Regions from separate parts of the Mus musculus genome. Here regions 2, 3 and 4 are each linked to region 1. The links are chromatin contacts, called in public Hi-C and HiChIP or PLAC-seq maps. All regions are on one chromosome and are shown on one strand. Each heading gives the region's core, a stretch centred on a gene start, on an enhancer-like site or on the middle of the called end of the contact. The rest is flanking DNA. Distances are from core to core; before and after follow the strand shown. Region 1 holds the start of Mast3 (microtubule associated serine/threonine kinase 3). Region 2 holds the start of Lpar2 (lysophosphatidic acid receptor 2). Region 3 holds the start of Unc13a (unc-13 homolog A). Region 4 holds the start of Sugp1 (SURP and G patch domain containing 1).

Evidence for each region. A called contact is a pair of places that touch in the nucleus more often than the background predicts. HiChIP or PLAC-seq counts read pairs in DNA pulled down with a chosen protein or histone mark.
Region 2: a contact with region 1 is called in a FOXA1 HiChIP or PLAC-seq map of pancreatic cancer cells. The contact joins the promoter of Lpar2 here to the promoter of Mast3 in region 1. A contact is called at or near these places in 2 of 39 promoter capture datasets (liver and pre-B cells) and 1 of 115 datasets of contacts at active chromatin or transcription factors (pancreatic cancer cells).
Region 3: a Hi-C map of B cells shows a contact between it and region 1, with 12 read pairs. The contact joins the promoter of Unc13a here to the promoter of Mast3 in region 1. A contact is called at or near these places in 2 of 484 Hi-C or Micro-C datasets (B cells and embryonic stem cells), 2 of 115 datasets of contacts at active chromatin or transcription factors (embryonic stem cells and forebrain) and 1 of 9 other capture datasets (embryonic stem cells).
Region 4: a contact with region 1 is called in an H3K27ac HiChIP or PLAC-seq map of microglia, with 4 times the contacts expected there. The contact joins the promoter of Sugp1 here to the promoter of Mast3 in region 1. A contact is called at or near these places in 1 of 39 promoter capture datasets (liver) and 1 of 115 datasets of contacts at active chromatin or transcription factors (microglia).

The regions. Positions count from the first base shown.
Region 1 is chr8:70,791,072-70,793,857 of GRCm38.p6, reverse strand. Mast3 (microtubule associated serine/threonine kinase 3) reads left to right here and starts at 1,425. Exons shown (of 26, transcript NM_199308.2): 1 at 1,425-1,632. The coding sequence starts at 1,544.
Region 2 is chr8:69,821,129-69,823,914 of GRCm38.p6, reverse strand. Lpar2 (lysophosphatidic acid receptor 2) reads right to left here and starts at 1,350. Exons shown (of 3, transcript NM_020028.3): 1 at 1,204-1,350; 2 at 1-361. The coding sequence starts at 352. It overlaps Gmip (Gem-interacting protein), which reads right to left. Exons shown (of 21, transcript NM_198101.1): 21 at 2,045-2,786.
Region 3 is chr8:71,670,420-71,673,205 of GRCm38.p6, reverse strand. It overlaps Unc13a (unc-13 homolog A), which reads left to right and starts at 1,449. Exons shown (of 44, transcript NM_001029873.2): 1 at 1,449-1,580. The coding sequence starts at 1,559.
Region 4 is chr8:70,041,330-70,044,115 of GRCm38.p6, reverse strand. Sugp1 (SURP and G patch domain containing 1) reads right to left here and starts at 1,329. Exons shown (of 14, transcript NM_027481.3): 1 at 1,036-1,329. The coding sequence starts at 1,069. Mau2 (MAU2 sister chromatid cohesion factor) reads left to right here and starts at 1,382. Exons shown (of 19, transcript NM_001376946.1): 1 at 1,382-1,724. The coding sequence starts at 1,431.

The DNA.
Region 1 (2,786 bases), core at 176-2,675:
TGCCTTCTTTGCTATTTCTTGAGAAAGAAATATCGTCCAGGCTGGCCTTAAGTTCCTACCTGTACCCCTCAAGTCCTGTGACAACAGGTGTGTGTTACCACCTCCAAAAGTGTGGTGAGGGCTGGGATGGAGCCCTCCATGCCAGGCAAGCATTCTGCCAGCACAGCTATATCCCTCTTTCTTTGAAGTTACTCTTTGACATTCTTCATCTGTCTCCTTATCTGAGATCAAGGACTACCTTGAAGTCACCCCTAGATGTCCCAGAGGCAGGTAAACTGTAAGTGTTCAATAAATGTTTATCAAGTGAATAAATGACTGGATATGGGTTTGTGCTGCAGCCAGCAGCATGGGAAACGCCTGACGTGGCAAAGAGCCTGGAGGAGACGTGGCAGAGTCTCAGAGTGACTTGACAAGGATGAGTTGGGGAAAACCTGGGTGCATGTGCCTCAGTTTCCCCAGCTATCTTCTTGCACCAAATATAGGATCTGAGCTTCAAATCCGAGCAAGGCTCTGATCCGGTGTCTAAAAGTCCAGGGAGTCGGGTGCTGTCAGAATGACCACTGGCTACCTAGGACCTGGGGGAAAAGGACATATTCCTTTGGTTTGTAGTATATATGACTTATCGCCTTTGGTAATGGCTTTCGTGGCCATGCACACTGCGTTCATCGCAGACATCATACAGATGGGAAGGAAAGGGGAAGAGCCAGGCAGGGCTAACACCTCCAAGTCAGAGGGCAGACCCGTCACAGCCTGCACTACTAGCACCGCCAAAGCTCTACTCCGCCGTCCAGGCCCTAGCAACGCCCCACCTGCTTGTTGTGGCCCTAGCGACGCCCCGCCCTCACCGCGCAGTGCCCTAGCAACGGCCAGGTAGCCCCGCCCCCCCAATGCTCAGAACCATAGCAAAGCCCTGCCTGGGCTGCTGAGGTCCATAGCAACGCCTCGCTCTCCTGTCAGGGTGCCTCTCCTGGTGCTTAGAGCTCTAGCAACAACCTGCCTGTGTTGCTGAGGTCCATAGCAACGCCCCGCCCTTGCTACCTAGAGCCCTAGCAACGGCCAGGTAACCCCGCCCCCTATGCTCAGAACCCTAGCAAACCCCTGCCTGTGCTGCTAGGGGGCCTAGCAACGCTCACGTTAGTCCCAGAGCCCTAGCAACGTCCACTACGCCGCGCCGATCTGCTCGGGGCCCTAGCAACGCCCCGCGCTGTCCCTCAAGGCCCTGGCAATGCTGGGCACCGACAGGCGGGTTCTAACTGCGCTCCATCCCAGCGCTTCCGGCAGAGCTGTAGCAACAAAAGCTCCTTAGTTGGGGACCCTAGCAACGCCCCGCCTAGCACTGTAGCAACGCCTCGCCCCCCTTCCTCCTCCATCACGACGCCACGCCCCCTCAGGCTCCGCCCCGTGACTGGGCGGGGCTCCCAGCCGGGCTTCCTCCTTGCTACCGCGCGCGCTCCTTGTTGCCCGCGGCCACTGGGCCGCTCTACGGGGCTCAGGCCGAATCCGGCCGATCTGGCCGAGGCCCGGGCAGACGGAGGGCGGCAGCATGTCCGACCCCAGCTACTGGACCGCGGTCGCGGCCCCGGGGCACCGCAGCCGCCTGGCCAAGGGTGCGCTGCTACAGCGTTCCAAAAGGTAGGGACGGCTTGGGGCGCAGGGTCTAGCTGTGGACGCCGGTATTTGAACTTGGGACTCGGGCCTTGCAAAGCGATGAATTTGGGAAGAATGAAGCAGTCTGTTCTGGACACTCAGCGGAAATGTTGGCGCAGATGCAAATACTCATGGCCCAGACTGACGAGTGGGTGGCAGGTCTACAGCCAAGAAGGCATGCTTCTCCTCGGCCCAGGTCCTCCTTTGCAAGGCACAGAGGCCAAGAGAGATGGTGCCTCAACTGTCGACCCAGGTTCTAATTGTAAGATAGCTTTTACCGTGCGGTGTGACTCCAGGTAGTTCTTCAACCTCTCTGTGCTTGTGTTTCTCTGTATTTAGGTTAGCATAGTTGGGAAAAGTCTGAGATGCAAGGACCCTGAGTGCTCGATCCAAAGCTTCGACTGGGCCTTGAGATAGTGTGGTGCCTACCATGGCTTACAGGCCTTTTAGAGCAAGGAACAGTGTAAGCAGTTGGCATTTAATGTGTGCTCAAGTGAGATGATCCAGGTTCTCTGAGGCGTCCAATATGGTTGTTTTCAAGGTCTTGTCTAAGCATAAGGGAAAGGAACCAACCAGTCTCATTGGCTACCGGTGCAGGACCATGGGACAGCAGGGCAGGGAGAGGATGTGGCTGCCAGTGTGTGTCGTGTGCAGAGGGGGGGCGACAGGAAGTCTTGCAGGGCCCTTTGGGTTCCGCTTCTGCACCCACACTTCAGCCTAGGGGGCAATTCTTTACCCTCTTGGTAGCTGGTAGCCCCGATTTCCCTGTGTGAAGAGCAGGTACAGTTGGTGGGTCCCCCAGCTCAATGCTGGTTTGTACTGTGTCCACACCTGTGGCTTAGCTGACTCTGGGGGCGTGGCCTCCTGTAGGCAGGCTCTTAGAGCATAGGTCCCCCAAGGCCAGCTTCACAGGGTGTGTTGATTTTGTGCACCTTCTGGTTGTCCTGATGGGGAAAACAGAGCCTCCTGCAGCAACAGACAGGCTGGGCTCAGCTCCCTAAAACCTATGCCCTTTGCTGCCTGCGGCACCTCCTATCTTGGCCTGCAAACTGCCCTTCTGTTACCCAAAACCCTCCCTGCCTCCTTAGGGCCCCTCCTGTCGCTCCCTCCCTGACACTTTTACAGAGCTGCGTTGGTGG
Region 2 (2,786 bases), core at 101-2,600, 970 kb after region 1:
TGGCCACTGACGCCGTGAGGCTGGTGTCCAGCAGGCCCTGTCGCAGGAACCAGCCTTTGATGGAGAGCCTGGCAGTGCGTGGGCCAGTATGGAACATGAGGAAGAGGTAGGCCATGCCAGCGAAGAGGTCAGCCGCAGCCAAGTTGCCAAGCAGGTAGTATATGGGCTGGTGGAAGCGTCGGTTGGAGGCGATGGCTGCAATAACCAGCAGATTGGTCAGCAATACCAGCACACTGACTGTCAGCCCCAGGGCCACCACCACCACATCTTTGGGGCGCCAGTGAAGGCTGAGCTCCTTGCCGCTGTTATTATAGAAAAAGCCGATGGTCTCGTTGTAGTAGCACTGGCCCATGATGGCTGCCTGTGGATACAGAAGACAGATCAGTGCAGGTGGCCCCTGATGGAAGGGCACTTGAACAAAGCAGTGGCCAGAGACTAGAATCAAGATTGGGTGAGTGCAACCTACAGGATCAGAGGCCCTCTGTGCAAGAAGTCTGTGCTGAAGGCCAAAGTGACCTTTAAAAAGCAATTTCTATTTATTTACTCATAAAGCAGGGTCTCTCGATGCATCCCAACTGACCTAGAACTTGCTTTGAGACCACACTGGCCTCAAAATCAGAGATCCACTAGCCTCTGCTGAATGCTGGCATAACAATTTAAAACGGTTTTCTGATCGGCTTTTCTTTTCTTTTTTAAATCTTAAGAACCCAGAGCAAATGCATCCACATTGCAATTCAGTGCCACGTGCCACTAATCCGTGACTGGGTTGGACACCTGTGGTTTTCAATGGGCGTGGGTGGGTTGGCTGGGGCAGCACAAAGGCGGAGTGAGCTGCTGGGGTTAGCCTTAAGAAGATCAAACTTGTGCCAGGGTCCTTGCACAGTGCAGAGGCCAGGGGGTGTGTGCACACCAGAGCGAGGTCCGTGGTCAACACCCGGAGGGCAATGCCAAGGCACTGAGGGGACTTAGCGCGAGCAGAGTAGACAGAGACCGCCCAGAAGTTGAGTTACAGGCAGGATTCCGCGCAAGAGCTCTGAAAGCAGTCCATTCCTGGGTGGGACTGAGGGCCAAGAAGGCCTCCAGGACAAAAGAGGGTATTGCAGACAACCCTGGGCTAGGAGAAGGATTGTGGAGAAGAGGGGGCCCCGCCTCGCTTTCTTCGGTGGCCTGCACCCACCCTAAACCGGTTGGTGTTGGTCTTACCTGCACATCCAGTCAAGCGGCAGATGGGGCTGGCTCGCGGTGGGTTGAAGCAGGACTGAGACCCATGGCCGGGCAACCGAGCGGTTGCGCAGCAGCGTCCGGTGTTCCTGGAGCCCCCGGCTGAGGAGGCGGGAGAGGCGGGACCTCAAAGCCACGCCCCCACCTGCCTTAGCTCTTGGCCCTTGGGGGTGTCCCGCCCCCTGGAAAGTCCCACCCCCACGTCGGAAGTGTGATCTCCTGAAACTGTGGTCATTTCACCGCCTCCCCACAGCCCCCTTTTCCCACGTGGGGCACCCTTTCTACTCCCCCCCCCCCCCCCCCCCGCACATCTCACGTGCTTGCCCTTTCGCGCCTTTGGGGCTGAGTCACCTGGCAGTTGAAAAGATCCACAGCGGGGGGGGGGGGGGCTCTGCGGGCGCCCCCCCCCCCGTTTCTGTCCAATCCTTTACCGAGCTGCAAGCCCCGCCCCACTGTTCCGTGGTCAATCTCCCGGCTGGACCCTCGCCCCACTGCTGCCGCACTACCTTGCTTCCCGAAGTCTCGCCCCAGCCTGCCGCTGGCTCGAGCCTGCAGCAGCCTCCTCCCCTGACCTCCCCCGGTTCGCAGCACACAGCCCCATTGTCCCGATTATCTGCACCGAGTTGTATTTGATTGTGTAGAACCGGATCAGGGACACTGAGCTGAGTGACTCATCTTGGGCTCCAGGCCCTACACTAATTGCCAGTAGGTTTCCCAGGGTGTGTTTAGAAGCCTTGGTTCCATCATCTGGCCCTTAATAAAGGGTTAAAGACGCTGCTCTTACTGGTGACTTATTGTCAGCATTCCAGCACAAAGACAAATGTGCAAGAACAGACAAGATTTATCTTATTTTATTTTGTTTTTCTGAAACAGGGTTTCTCTGTGTAGCCCTGGCTGTCCTGGAACTTTCTCTGTACACCTGGCTGGCATAAAACTCAGAGATCCTCCTGCCTCTATCTCCTGAGTGCTAGGATCAAGTAGAGGTGTGTGGCACTACCGCCCAGCGGATTTTTTTTTTTAAATTAAAATTTTCTTTTATTTGTGCATGTGCACAGGTCAGACAATTTGTAGGGATGGGCTCTCTCCTTCCACTAAGTGGCTCTGGGAGGTCCAACAAATGTGAGGCTTTACAGCAAGCACCACTGCGGTCAGCCCTCCTGCCGGCAGCAGGATATGGTTTTATTTGGAGGTTGTAAGAACACAGATTTAGCCAGCACTTGGGAGGCAGAGGATTTGTGGCTCACAAAGGGAGCTCCAGACCAGCCAGAGCTACACAGTGAGACTTAGCTTAAAACAAACAAACAAACAAACAAATTAAAAGGAGACAGGGCTGGGCTGCAGCCACCTGCTAACTTGGGAGTCTGTTACTGCTGCAAGTGTAGTAGGGCCAGGAGCCATTATGACTGAAATAGTCAAGACACCCGTCTCAGAGGTCAGAGACTCGGGTAGTCCCCAAGGATCTACTGATCTGTATTGACCATTGAGTCTTGACCCCGAAACACCTGCACCTGTGTTGCCTAGCTGTTTAAATCTCCTCTGGCAGGGAGATGATGGGACACTTCAAC
Region 3 (2,786 bases), core at 200-2,699, 880 kb before region 1:
AAATAAATGCAAATAAATTTTAATTAGAGCAGCAGAGGGCTGTGAAGATGGCTGGGTAGCTACCATGCTCCTGAGGTGCCTAAGGGAAGTGGAGGTGCCAGGGTGGCCGCCATTCTGTCTCCAAAGCCTACAGGAGGAGCTGCTGATACATACCTCCAGGCCCTTCTCCAGGAGCTGCCAGTCTAAGCTGTGAGCTTAGGGCCAGTAAGACACTGCTACCAACAGCTACAATGATGAATAAGTGACCTGTGCATGAGGAACAGCATCCAGGGTTGTTCACTGGGCTTACATGCACAGGTGTGTGTGCTCAGACACACTCACATACACACACACTATCAGATACAGACACATACACTCAGACACACAGATACACAAACACACACTCAGACATAAACACATACAGACACACTCATACACACACACTTATACAGACACAGACACACAAGCACAAACACACTCACATAGACACATACAGACACACTCACACACACAGACACATGGACACACACAAACATACTCACATGCACACACAGGCACATGCAAACTCTGTCTTACACACACACACACACACACATTCCACACATGGAAAAAAATCAAGAAGCTCTGCACAATATCCCAGTGAGCTCCTCCTGCCAAGCCTGAAGCCATGAATTCTATTCCTGGAACCCACATAGTGGAAAGAGAATCAAGTCTGGAAAGTTGCCTTCTGATCTCCATGGGCGCTGTGATATGTGTGTGCCTCATTTCTACACACATAAACAATGTAATGTATAAAAAAAATTTTAGATTTATTTTGCTTTCTGTGCATGTCTGTGGATGGTTGGGAGCTACCATGTGGGTGCGAGGAACAGAAGGCTGGGGTCTCTGGAAGACCAGCTGGTGCTCTTAACCTCTGGGCAGCTCTCCAGACCCAATAAACGTGTGTTTTTTGTTTGTTTTGGTTTTTAGAGATAGAATCTCACTATGCAGACTAGGATGGCCACAGACTCGCAGAGATCTATTACGTCCATGGCCCGCAAGAAGTAAAGTTATAAAATGGGCAGAGATATGTGCCTGTGGTAGAGTATATGCCTCATACGGGGAAGGTAAGGCACATGTCTCGCAAGTGTCAGTACCCGGATTAAAAAACAAACAAAAAAACCAATAAACAAACAGCTTCCTGCGGCACTGAAGATGGGGAATTGACAGCAAATAGCAGTTCTGTTACCCAGGAGAATGTAAAACAAGAGCACAGGTTAGGTGGCTCAGAGAGGAAATAGAAACGTGGAGACCTAGGTAGGTGGAGCACGGACAGAAATACTCATCGAGGCTGAGCCAGAAAGCAAAGGGCTTTGAAACAGATACGACCTGGCCTGGACTCCCCGCAGTTTACGAGCCCTTTAAGGCGTCTGCCCGGCCCCGCCCCGTCACGCGTCTCCGGCTCCGCCCACGCCGCAGCGTCAGAGCGCGTCAGGCGCTGTCCGCGCCCCCGGTGCTGAAGCGACATGGCCGGCGGCCGGGCCCCGGCATAAGCCCTGAGCCCCGCGCTGCACCCGCCGCGCTCTAGCCGCCTGGAGTCATGTCTCTGCTGTGCGTGGGAGGTAGGTTCTGCGTGGACGCGGGAAAAGTGCGGGGTGTGCGTGGATGAGCCGAGTCGGGCTGCACAGCAGGGGGACCCCCGGTGCGCGCTTCAGGGCGCACTTGGATCAGCCCTAGGTGCTCTTCCTGTCACTCACACGAGTGGATGAGGGACTCGGGGCGCCTGTGTAGACGGTTTATAGGCCCTGGTTGGGGCTGAGGAGACGGCGGACCGTGCGCGCGAGGGTGGGGCGTTTAGGGGTAATGGGCCCGGACTGAGCGTAGGAGCAACCTCTCCGATCCCCAGTATGCCCTAAACAGTGCAGCAGGCTCCGCGGAAGCTCGTGGCTCCCTCTTCGCCTCACCCCTAGGGCTGGAGGAAGGGAAGGAGATGTGGGGGAGCAGCTATTTTGGGGCCAAAACGCCATCTGCACCGAGGCCCACGCCCAGGCCCACGCTCCGCATTTGGAGAGTAGGGAGGGAATAACGGGAGAGGTGTGACCCCTGCACCCCTCGAAGTTCCGGGTGGGGCTAGGCACGGCTGCCAGGTAACTCTACAGCGGGAGACCTTGGGCGACCGACTGGCCATGTAGCGATGCGTGCCGATACCGTTGTGAGCTCTAGGTTTGGAGGGTGGGGGGTGAACCCCCTACTCCCTTTCCCCTTCCCACCTCCAGGAAGCTGTGTAAGGAAGAGGGCGAGTCTCCATCCCCTCAGAACCCAGGCGGCGGGAGACCTGGGCGGCGGTGTGCGGATTTGAGCTCCGCGGCTGTGTAGCCCTAGATGGCCCCGCCCCTCTGCCCCTCCCCCTCCCTGTCCCCCCCTCCCCCTCCGCTCGCTGCTCCATTCACAAACCCGGCCCAGCCCGCCCGCGCCCCGCGGTGCATCGCTCTAGTCTGTTGGACGCGGGTGTTCTTAAAGGAGCAGGAACTCTTTTCTCTGACCCTGTGCCTCGAAGGTTCCGACTGCCCAGGATTACTGGGTATCCGCGGCTTCCAGACCTGGGAAGTAAGCGGAGCTGAACGTGAAGGGGATCCTCACCTCGGGAGCTCCCTGAATCCCGTGTCCTCCCATCCTGCCTCCTGGGGCGGGGGGGGGGGGGCGCGTCACCCCAACTCTGACGCAAACCGGAGGCTCAGCTGTGGGGGTGGAGGGCGTGCAGCCTAAGAAAGGAGGCTTCCAGAAAGCCAGGCCCAGGAGACATTTGTACTGAATTCCCTGGATACCAT
Region 4 (2,786 bases), core at 80-2,579, 750 kb after region 1:
ATGAGTACTGAAGATGGGGAGCCAGGTCCTCACTCTTGGGCAACAAGCATTTTAACTACCACCATCTCGTCAGCCCTTAAATTCTAAATGTTGAAAGCAAAACTGACTCCCTAGACACTACCAGAGTTGACACCCCTAATTATTTCCATTTCATTCATAACAATCTCCAAGGAGACAATCCTAGTCCACTCTGAGGCCTATCCAGCCTCTGTGGTGAAACCTCTGCCTTCCTATAGACAGCATCTACTCATATGGAACATCTTGTACTCAAGAAAGACTTTTCATGGAGCCAGAGAGATGGCTCAGAGGTTAAGAGTGCTTGTCACTCTTCCAGAGAATCCAAGCAAACATCCAGGTGGCCTACTATAACTCCAGCTCCAGGTACTCACACACAAAGACATAAAGACAAATGGATTTTTAAAAACTGTTAAGCCTTCCCTGACCTTCAATATATTAGCAGCATCCAACCTCACGTCACGAGAACTAGTTCTTTGCAAAATTTGCTTCCAGGTGCACTGACACGCAAGCTTAGCACAGCGTTTGGCACCCAGCAAGTGTGGAAGCATATGGTGAATGGGCAAATGCATTTCATCCTAGGGGCACAGGGAGAGCTAAACCCGTAACCGTGGGAAACCGCCCTGGCTGACCCAGTGCAGTTCGGAAACGCACATTTCCCACAAGGCAGGACCCAAGCCAAAGGGGACCGGAGGGGCAGGAGGGATGTCCCAGGCTGTCCGCTGTGGATGCCACCGGCCCGAGAGCAGTTTATTGGGAAAGCCCATGCGGTTCCCACCCGGCGCCCAGGCCTTTGAGGGAGACCAGGAGCGCTCCTCAGCCACGGGCGGGGGTTGGGGGGCGAACCCGAGTCTGGGGTCTCGGCAGACCAGAGAAGGGCACACGCAACGTTACTGTAAGTTTCCCTGGGGCTGAGGCGAGAAGTCCGCGTGTCAGGTCCGTGACAGAAAGTAGGGTGAACAGGAGACGTGCAGTCGCGAGAACCCAGGCGGGCGGCGAAGGGAAGTCGGGGGATGTTACCTGCAACATCCCGGTTGTCCATCTTGAGACTCATCCAATCCCACAATGCTCCGGCGCCACCTGAGAAGAGGGAGGCTCTGTTATAGTGCGCTTGGTCTGATGGTAAATGTAGTCCTTCTCCGACAATCTCGTCCAACCCCCTTCTAGGACACCGGGCGTCTTCTCCACAGAAACGCCGGCGTCAGTTCACGAACGTGTATTACTCTCAGTTACGATGATGCAGAGGTATCATCCTCTCCTCAGAGTCTTCCTCAGTCGGAGCCACTTCGAACACACACCATAAGACCCAGAAGTCCTTGCGTAGCAGTTCTCGCGAGAATTGCGGGTCGCCAGGCCCCGCCCCTCAAGGTGCTTCCGCCTCTCTGTGGAGGCGGCTTGTTGTTGTGCGGGCCAAGATGGCGGCACAGGCGGCGGCTGCGGCGCAGGCGGCGGCTGCAGCTCAGGCTGCCGCCGCACAGGCCGCACAGGCCGAGGCAGCCGAGTCGTGGTATCTGGCTCTCCTGGGTTTCGCCGAGCACTTCCGAACATCTAGCCCGCCCAAGATCCGCTTGTGCGTTCATTGCCTGCAGGCCGTGTTCCCCTTCAAGCCGCCTCAGCGGATCGAGGCCCGGACGCACCTGCAGCTCGGCTCGGTGCTTTACCACCACACGAAGAACAGCGAGCAGGCGCGCAGCCACCTGGAGAAGGCGGTGAGTGTGCGGGCCAGGCGGGCGGGCCGCGGGTACCGGGGACTCGATCCTCTCCGCCTCGTCGGGCTTGGGACTTCCGAAGGCCTCGCCCTCACCTGCGGTGACAGACGCGGCTCCGCCACGCCCTCTCACCCGGGAACCGGGAAAGTTGTCCCTCTTCAGCTACTTGGTGCTTGCATCGGGGACCCTCCTAGTCGGGTGGCCGCGGGAACAGGACCCAGAGCGTCAGCCTAGAAGCACCTACCTAAGGAAGAGATGCGAGCTCCCTGACGTGTGAAAGCGAGGTCGCAGGAAATCTGAAAGTCCAGGACTTCTGACAGTCAGGTGTCTAGGTCTGGAGTCCCAGATCCTTGTGGCATGGATATTGGGGAAGGTGAGGCCTTCAGCCTCTTGTTGAACGTTGTTGCCTTGTGAGGACCTGAAGTGCAGAAAGTAGCTTCTAGAGTCACTTGCACCTCGGGGGTCTGGAGGTCAGTCTCACTGTTGGTGGCTTCTTCTCCCACCACGAAATGGTCCATCTTTGAAAGAGTCCCCACTCCGCCTCCAACTTGATTTGTGACGTCTTGGTGCTTCACAGAATTTCAAGAGGTAGCTGTCATTCAGCTTCTCAGTAAGACTTGTTTCTTCTCATGGCAACTGTGTCTCTTCCACACCTCCGCCTCTTTTTTGCCATTTTCCTATCTTTGTTTCCTTGACTATTCAGATGTTTAATGTTCTGACCTGCAGACAGTCTAGTAAATTGCCTTCAGGAGGGGATCAAAATTCTTGTTTCCCACACTGTGCATAGTTAGAGCTTCTAATCCTCACTGAACCAATAAACTTCCTTATTTCAAGAGTGAAACCGTATAGGCTTAGCTAAGTAAAGTGATTTAGCAAAGACCACACTGTGTGAAGTTTGGGTTTTTTGTTTGTTTTTGTGTTGGGGGGGGTTGTCGTGGTCTTACACGATGTAGCAAAGAATTGGTCTCAATTCCCAGCTGTCATCCTTCCTGGCCACCCAAGTACTGAGATTACAGGCATAGTTGCACATACCTGTGATGTACATGTTCAAGGGAGAGGCAA